Linked DNA regions of Mus musculus: region 2 is linked to region 1. Evidence: chromatin contacts called from public HiChIP or PLAC-seq data. All regions are on one chromosome and are shown on one strand. The core of a region is the stretch at or near the end of the contact, and the rest is flanking DNA. Distances in the headings are between cores, read along the strand shown. Region 1 has its middle 22 kb from the start of Gm33390. Region 2 holds the start of Lncenc1 (long non-coding RNA, embryonic stem cells expressed 1).

Region 1 (4,316 bases), core at 810-3,309:
TTAGTAAGTGGCAGGAAAGTATTTTCATGTCTGACAGAAGTGGGTGATCTTTCTCTGCCTCATCCCCCCCTTCTCTCTCATATATCCTAAGTTGACGGTGAACTCACTTTGTAGTTAAGAATGACCTTGGATTTCTGATCTTTCTGCTTCTACCTCCTAGGTGCTGGGATTACAGGCATGTCCCCACATCCATGGTCCCCACTAGAAAGGCAGAGACAGGAAGACTGCCCTCTCTTCCATCCTGCCTGGGTCACATTGTTCTGTCAGGCAGGGCTACATGGCAAGACTTTCTAAACCAAAGACAACACCAGAGGTTGAGAGATGGCTTAGCAATTGAGACTCTGTACTGCTCTCACTGAGAACCCGAGTTTGGTTTTCAGTCCCCACATCCAGCAGCTCACAACTGCCTGTAGCCTTACGTCCAGGGAATCTGAAGCCCTCTGGCCTCTGAGGGTAGTGTAGGCAAACTCACAAACTCATACTCAGGCACACATATGTACACATACTTTAAAAAAAAACAACTTTAAAAACAACAAACAAAAACTCCAAACAAACCCCGAACAGCAACAATAACAAAAAAGAAAAAAAAAAAAAGAAAAAGGTAGCCAAAGAACATATGCAATAATAGCACACACAAGATGGTTTCTTGGATCAGAGAAGAAGGTATCTGTGGCAGTCTGGCTTTGTAAATTAGGGTCCCTGGAAAAGTAGAAAATATTTGTGGAATTTGAAAACCTTTCATCATGGAAAATTTCAGACACACACACACACACACACACACACACACACACACACACACTTTAACCTCGTCCTTTCATTACCCACTCTATATCAGCACAAGGAGATAGTACTTTGAATAGTCTTTATCAGTCTCTCTCAAGTGGATTATCTTGCTGGACATATTAGACATAATTTTTTATCTGTAAATAGGTCAGTCAGTGTGTATCTGTGTAAAAGGCATGGTATTCCCCCCCCCCCACTCTCTCTCTCTCTCATCTACAGTATAACTACACCACCTAAAAATCCCACCATTTGTTCCTCAATGCTGTTAATACTTCATGCACTTTTTGGACAGACTGGTTGGGGAACTTTCAGGCTAGGGGAAGGGCAGGGAGGCACAGCAGGTCATTGGAGACCCTGTCCACACTGCTTCTGTCTGGTGTCCACAGGTATAATTAGGCCATGACCTTTGCAGACCCTCACACAGCAGCTAACTAATGCAAAGCCAAGGGGAGGGAAACATCCCAGACTTCCTGGCTTCGGGGAGTCTCCTTGGGTATGCTCCGTGCCCGCTCTTACTCTGGGTGGGCTAACCTGCACAGTCCCACATTATGGGCCAGCCTGCACTGCCTGCTTACAGCAGCTGTGGGCACCATTTGCCCGCCACATGGGTGGGATCCATGGCATTCTGAGAAAGTTTCAGATTGGATAGTAATTATGGAGTGGTGTTAGTCACAGAGGTTTGGGGGAGGATGCTAAGGTTTAGAGTGAAGGAGGGGACAGCGAGGACAAGGAGGCCTTTGTCCACCACTTGAACCACTTTAGCACAGCGTTCAGGGCAGATGGCCGAGATGGACCCCTGAGACGAGCTTCTTCACATTTTTTTTCAACTTTTCAGACAGAAGTTCCACAGTCCTACGCCTGGGGCTATCTGAAATATTGAACTAAATCCGTCAAAACCTTTTAGACCATTGTTTTAGGTTCATTTGTATTTTCTCCAAATTTGGGCCTAGCCACTACTATCAGTAATAATTGTGACAGGAAGTGACCTAGCATACATTTTCAGAGGTTTAATCCATTATCAGCATAGCAGGAAGCCTGGCAGGCTGCAGGCAGACATAGATAGAGCTGGAGAAGGAGCTGAGAGTTCTACATCCAGATCCATAGGCAGCAGGAAGAGAGCGAGAACCTCTGTGCTTGGCTCAAAGCCCACCCAACAGTGACACACTTTCTCCAATGAAGCTACATCCCCCCAACCCCCCACCCAGCAAGGCCACATCTCCTAATAGCACCACTCCCTGGTGACCAAGCATTCAAATCAGTGACCCTATGGGGGCCATTGTTATTCAAGTCTCCACAGAATCTCACTGTCTCTCTCTATAGGTGAAGCCTAGTGTCTGCTTAATTCAAGCCAACAAACGTAACCCCCCCAACAAACGTAACCTCTTCAAGCCCCGCACACCCCCCCCCCCGAATCCCCCCAAATCATCATCCCCCCCCCCCCCCCCCCCGCCAACCAAAGCACGACTTATCTTTACAGGATGTGTAACAATTTCCTCTGACTCATGAAGTCAGGATCAGGAAGCAGATAGCCTCACAAACCCGGAAAGCTAAAATATGCAAGACCCTCAAGGCCCTGCTCTGGGGTTGTAGAATCAGTTAACAATTGCTGCCTAGAAGAAACTCCCACTAGCAGGGACTCCTGGAGACTCTGACCCATCTGCTGAGCTACCTGCAGGTTGTGCAAGGAGTCCAAGAGTCCTCATGGGGCTGGGGTGGGCTGATTTTGAATCACCCAAGTTTCTCAAAGTAACCTATAAATGGATGGGTTTGCCATAGTGGACTTTGTGGGTTTGTTACTTGTCCGGTGAAATATCTTGTGTGAACAGACCTTTGTTCACATCTCCCCAGGTAAAGTTAATATAACAGGAACACGGCAACTCCTGGCAAGAATGAAAACTGTCCACAGATAATCCAATAACCCACTCTAATGCATCGTTCTTCTGGCTCCTCAGTATCACTGGAATAAGTCCAATTTCTCCATAGCCATTTGTTGGGAGCCATTAAGACAACACAATTGTCCTGATCTCTGAATTGGGCCTCCCCCCCCCCCCCGAGAAGAAAGGGGGGTCAAAAGCGGGCCACGACACACTGTTCCGAGAACAACCACAGGATGTTCCAGCCCTAAGTCAGTGCCAGATGTCCTGACCACACCCTGATACCACCAAGTTCCTGCTTCCCCATGTAACTGCCTAAAGAATGTGCAATTCTATTGCCCCACCCCTCCTGTGCAATTCTATTGCCCCACCCCTCCCACTGATAAGTACCTGTACTTCCCCTTTTGTTTGTGCAATTCTACTGCCCCATCCTTCCTGCTGAATGGCACTTCCCCTTTTGCTTGTGCATTTAAACCTTGGGCCTGGCTAATACATTGGAACCTTGATGCCACTCAGTACGTTTCCATGTTGTTATTCGCACAAGGTTCTCGTCTCTCTCTATCCCCCAATTTGGTTCTTAGGAGAAGGTCCCCTCGAGACCCTTGAATAACTGGACCTGCTGGACGGGTCGGCCATTATCTTCCAAACAACCATATGCCTTCTAGGTCCTTCCTCCCTCCCTCCCTCCCTCCCTCCCTCCCTCCCTCCCTCCCTCCCTCCCTCCCTCCCTCCCTCCCTCCTTCCTCTTTCTTTCTTTCTTTCTTTCTTTCTTTCTTTCTTTCTTTCTTTCTTTCTTTCTTTCTTTCTTTCTTTCTTTCTTTCTTTTTCGAGACAGGGTTTCTCTGTATAGCCCTGGCTGTCCTGGAACTCACTCTGTCGACCAGGCTGGCCTCAAACTCAGAAATCCACCTGCCTCTGCATCCCAAGTGCTGGGATTAAAGGTGTGCACCACCACTGCCCGGCTTCTAGATTCTTAAAACACATTCACTCTGTGAGGTGCCTGCGTTTCTCCTGCTTCTGTTGGGCACAGGATGGAAATGCTTCCTAGGTTAATGCTCAAGGCCTAATTTGTCTTAGGCTCCCATTTGTCAATTTCTAGCACAGATGACCGCCATTATCAGCCTTCCTTCGCAGGCTACTTTGGCTATAGTGCCACCATGTATAAGAACATCAGTCCTGACTTAACTACTTCCCACAATGCCTCAGCTTTCAGTTCATTCTTCACAGGCTGCTTTGGTTTGAATGTAAACTGTCACTGACAGGACAGTGTGTTTGAATACTTGGTGACACTATATTAAAAGGCTGTGGATCCTTTAGGATCCTCGCTGGAGCAAGTGGCTTTCTTGGGTAAGGACCTTGACAGACTCTAGTGTGGTCTAAATCCTGGCTCAAGCGCTTTGCTTTCTGATTCTTTGAGATGTGAAGAAATTCAGTGACATGAACACTTCTGTGTCCCTACTGCCAGCTGAACTGTGAGCTAAAGTAGACCCTTCTTCTGTGGTCTATGCCGGATGCTTTCGACACATCAAAGAAAACCAAAGAGATAGCAGGGCCTTACCAGACAGCTACATGGCACACTGGTCCTCTCCTTTGAAACACCGATCACATCTGCAATTTTTAAAATAGTGATTGTAGGGTTATGGGTTATGCCTGTTTCTC
Region 2 (4,316 bases), core at 536-3,035, 110 kb after region 1:
GTTCAGTCAGGCTGATGTTTGTTCCTTTAACATCTCTATCTTTCTTCTTGAGCGCATCCTTTTTGGCATAGCAAGATAGTATCTTCATCTGACTTTTTCTAAGTTTCTGTTTTGGATTCAGTTGTTTGTTCAGGAGGCTCTGGTTTCCTGGAATAGAGGATGGTACTGAAAAGTCAGTGTCTGGGGGCCAGGGATGCGGCTCCACTGGGAGAGTCCTTGCCAGCACAGATGAAGACCTCCACTTAGATCCATCACAAATGTATGGTATACTAGGATGTGCCTGCAATCCCAGCACCCAAGAAGCAGGAGAAAGAGGGTCAGAACTTCAAAGATGTCCCAAGATCCAACACAGTGGGTATGAGGCCAGCCTGGGATACATGAAACTTTGAAAATATCACCCTTTAGCATCCCTTTTTCCTAAATACTTCATTACAGAGCAATAAGTTATTTCCCCAGCACTTAGGAGGCATAGGCAGGTGGATTTCTGAGTTTGAGGCCAGCCTGCTCTACAGAGTGAGTTCCAGGACAACCAGGGCTACACAGAGAAACCCTGTCTCGAAAAACAAACAAACAAACAAACAAACAAACAAGCAAAAGTTATTTCATGAAACGAGCCAAATTAAGCCAGATTAGAGTATATCTAAAGGCAGGTTATTGGAAAACCTTTCCTGGGTTAGTGAGTTCACCGATCCCAAGGATAGAGGCCAGGAAAGTCACCGTGGGGAGGGAGACAGAAGGGAGGGAGATATGCCAGCGGAATGTGTAGAGGATATGTAGAGGGTAGGTAGAGACCCAGGTTGAGACTGAAGGATGCTGGGAGAACCTGAAGGCCAGATCCACTTTGGTATGTTAAATATGCACCTCAACGCTTTGTCCACGGTCTGAAAACCAACACAGAGTAATGCTTAGTTTTGTATTTATCTTTATCCATTGAACACTATTCATATTAACATCCATTTCCAATCTAGTCTTTCTGATATCCTTAAAATTCTTCCTTACCTGACTGCCCTCTCTGGATGATGTAACTCTTTACCCATCTGCCATCTCTGCTGCGGGTTTCCTTTTTCAGCTCTCTCCTCTAGCCGCTGGGGCATTGACTTCCCAGGCTGGGTCCTAATTGCACTGCAGGACACCATCTTTCGGCCTAAATGAACATTTACATCCCATCTTCCAAACGTCTTTGCCCTGTTTTGGCTCTGACTGAATACCCCAGGCTGCCCCGCATGCCCCTGTGGACACTCGGGTTACCCGGCTTAGGCTCTTTAATATCAGTCTACAGGGTTACAGATAGATACCTGCTCCTCCCTGAAACTCCTAGAAGTCAGTGTGACTCAGCACATTTTTAAGGGTCTTCCTGGGACTGTACAAAAACTCTGTGTGTGGGGGGGGGGGCTAAGCTAGGAGAAAAATGACAAATAATAATCAAATCTGACCAACAAAATAGACAAACATGGTCCCGGGGGATGGAGAGGAAGGTTGTGGCATCAGCCCCTAGGCTCACTTACCTGTGAAGTGTCTGCAGGAGTGAGGAGGGAGCCATGGTAAGAGGGGGGCAGTTTTCTACATATATCCTGTGATTTCTGCTCTAGATATCTCGATTAAGAAATAAATGAATAAATTGGGGACTCGGCCAATGGCTCAGTGAGAGGGAACTGATGAGAGAGGCTTCTGGCAGACCAGGTGACTTCAGGAGGAAAAAAAAAATTAATTCAATTTCATCGAGTGCATTTCCTCTGGACCCAGGAATCACAGGAAATGCAATGTCTTTGAAAGGATGGAGTAGATTTCATTTTCTAGCGATCACTTTCCTTCTGCTGGTGACACACTGTTACTTCAAAGGCCTGGACCGGGGCGTGTTTCCTGTAAGGGTGAGCAGATTTGAATGACCGCTCAGGATGGACCTGCTCTGTAAGCACCCACCCCATGGGGCAGGCAATCTTGGGAATTACTGCTTTCCCGGCCCCTGCCTGCTGGGCTCGGGGCCTGGTGAGGTGATGGGGGTGGGGTAGGGGATTTCACAGTTCCCTAGCTCAATTAGGAGACAAAGCAGGATTGTTCTTAGCTTTGTTTTACGGAATTTCAATTGGGGGGGGGGTGTAAAAAAGATTCCCCGAGGACGCAAAACCCTAAATTGTTCTTGCTTTATCTTCTTGTTAAAATGTGTTGTGCATTCCTGGGCTGGAAGGCAGAGGAAATAAAGCTTCGCCGCTACCCCACGCGCCCTTCCCTATCTAGCCCTGTCAGGTCCCAAGTATTTGAGGGAGTTCTAATTACAGAGGAAACAGACTCCCTATCTGGTCTGGACTCTTGTCAGTGGAGAGTGCTCTTAAACGTTCCACATGGATTCAGGGAAATACGATTTGGAGAAGTGCTGATTTTTATTGGGCATGACTAACTCAAGCTGCATCTTTGTATTTTTTTTTCACTCCCTTTTAAGAATAATCGCTTCAAAATGATTAATGATGCCTGAAGCCACCGTCCTCACTTCCTGCGGTGAAACGCGGAACTTTTTGTGCATGTCTGGGTTTGTACAAGGGTGGGCTCCCAACTCACTGAGACAGTTTCCCATCCTGTCCAGACAGTTGGGTTATTGTTCAGGAAAGCTGAGTCTCTGGGGGGTGGGGTGGGGGCTGCAGAGAGGGGACCCTGTTCTGTCCCCCTCAGGGAGAAAAGAAAGGCTTCGCTCCAGTTACAGGAGAGTGAAATTGGTTAACCTCTCAAGGTGCCAGGACAAGCTTGTTGCTGGATTAGTTGGGTCCTAATTCTCTCTTCTCTCTCACTCCTTCTTCCCCGCCCCCTTCCCTCTCTCCCGTGTGCGCGCGCACGCGCGTGTGAATTAAGAACAAAACCTTGGTGTCTTTGAAAACCAGTAGAAACAAAAGGTCACCACCCTGCTGGGATGCAGCCATCTCTAGGTCCAGGCAGAGCTCCCCTGCCCCCCGGAACTCCCCAGGGGAGCATCCTGCCTTCTTCCTAGGATCGTCCTGGGAAAGCTGTTGCCTGGTCGTAGCCCGGAGACCGCAAGGATTCTAGCTCTAGCCGAGTCCCGCCCTCCCATCTCTGCCGGCCTAGGAGATATCTGCGGCAGCTGCAGGGGCCATTTTTTATAAATCGTATTTAGTAAAGACTGTGAGTGATTTTTGTAGATGACAGGAAAGTACTAGAATACTGGTGACTGGTTCCCCTGGTGGATTCTGAGAGGCTAGTTTGTCATGTAAATGTTTGCAACCTTCTGTCCAACTCCTCCATTCTGTCTTTGCATTTCAGTTCTGAGGAAGGCCGACTGGTGAAGTATGTACTAAAAGATTTCCTTTGTGAAGCTCAGTGCAAGCAATAACAATCTCTTCTGCCCATAAGGTATGGAGCGCCTGAGCTTTGGAGGACTGGCCACGTTAGGACTAGCTAGCTTAAAAGAGACAAGAAGGCTAACAAAATTCTCTCCACTAAAGGCGCATGCCAGGCAGTGAGCAGGGCACAAGCTTCTCTCCTGAGCAGATTCATCACAGGAGATGTCGGTGTCCAAGGGATTCATCACGTTAGAGCTTGTGAGCCCCGACTGAGAACAACATCTGCAAAAAAAAAATATGGAAACATGAAGTATTCCTTTAGGGTTACCTTCTATTGAAAAGTCAGGGAGCACACACCTGCAGTCCCAGCACTTGGGAGGCAGTGGGGGGAGGGGCTGCTGGGAGGGGAGCTGATCTCTAGTTTAAGGCATGTCTGGGATAGATAGTGAATATCAAACAAATAAGGAGTCAAGTGTGAGACCAAAATGAACTCCCCCCTCCCCCAGATTCAATAGCCTATCTGTTTTTTCCTGAGCAGTGCTATTCTGGTTGTATAAATCAAATTCTCGGTTTGCAGAACGATTCTGGCATCAAGTGCATTAGAAATAGTGATTTTAGGCAGGGTTCCCAGGGGGTTAGAGCTGGGAGCACTGGTCTTTATGTTAATAGGGAGAGCACCTGCTTGAGCAATCTGGGAACACTGGTTTTCTTCCCACGGTGCCTTCTCCATGTGAATTAATCTGTTAGCTGGTATGTGTGTCAGTTTATTTAGGAACATGTGTGCTGACAATTGGCTCCTGACTGTAAAATAAGGTCTTGGGGGAGATCATGATTAATTGCCTGCCTTACTGTGTGTGTATGTATATGTGCCTTTGATGACAGGCATTATCAGTGCGCATGTGTCTATAAAACTAAAGACAAACTAATGGCAAGCAATTATTAAGACATCGGAAGTGTGAATGAACAGGAAAACTTGGAGTTATCTGGACTTCCATTCTCTTCATGGACCTCGGAGCCAGGGAGATCTTA

Evidence for each region. HiChIP or PLAC-seq counts read pairs in DNA pulled down with a chosen protein or histone mark.
Region 2: an H3K27ac HiChIP or PLAC-seq map of embryonic stem cells shows a contact between it and region 1, with 9 read pairs. The contact joins the promoter of Lncenc1 here to the enhancer-like site in region 1. A contact is called at or near these places in 9 of 484 Hi-C or Micro-C datasets (the N1E-115 cell line, Th1 cells, brown adipocytes and 3 more) and 6 of 115 datasets of contacts at active chromatin or transcription factors (embryonic stem cells and epiblast stem cells).

What each region holds. Positions count from the first base shown.
Region 1 is chr13:97,318,577-97,322,892 of GRCm38.p6, forward strand. No RefSeq gene overlaps it. Among named protein-coding and RNA genes, the nearest start is that of Gm33390, 22 kb to the left of the region's middle. Within about 2 kb of position 2,060, at least 19 of the 459 cell types and tissues checked have an H3K27ac peak or open chromatin away from gene starts, as enhancers often do. A contact at or near this core is called in the N1E-115 cell line, embryonic stem cells and epiblast stem cells, where this site is marked.
Region 2 is chr13:97,433,185-97,437,500 of GRCm38.p6, forward strand. It overlaps Lncenc1 (long non-coding RNA, embryonic stem cells expressed 1), which reads left to right and starts at 1,786. Exons shown (of 2, transcript NR_110432.1): 1 at 1,786-1,908.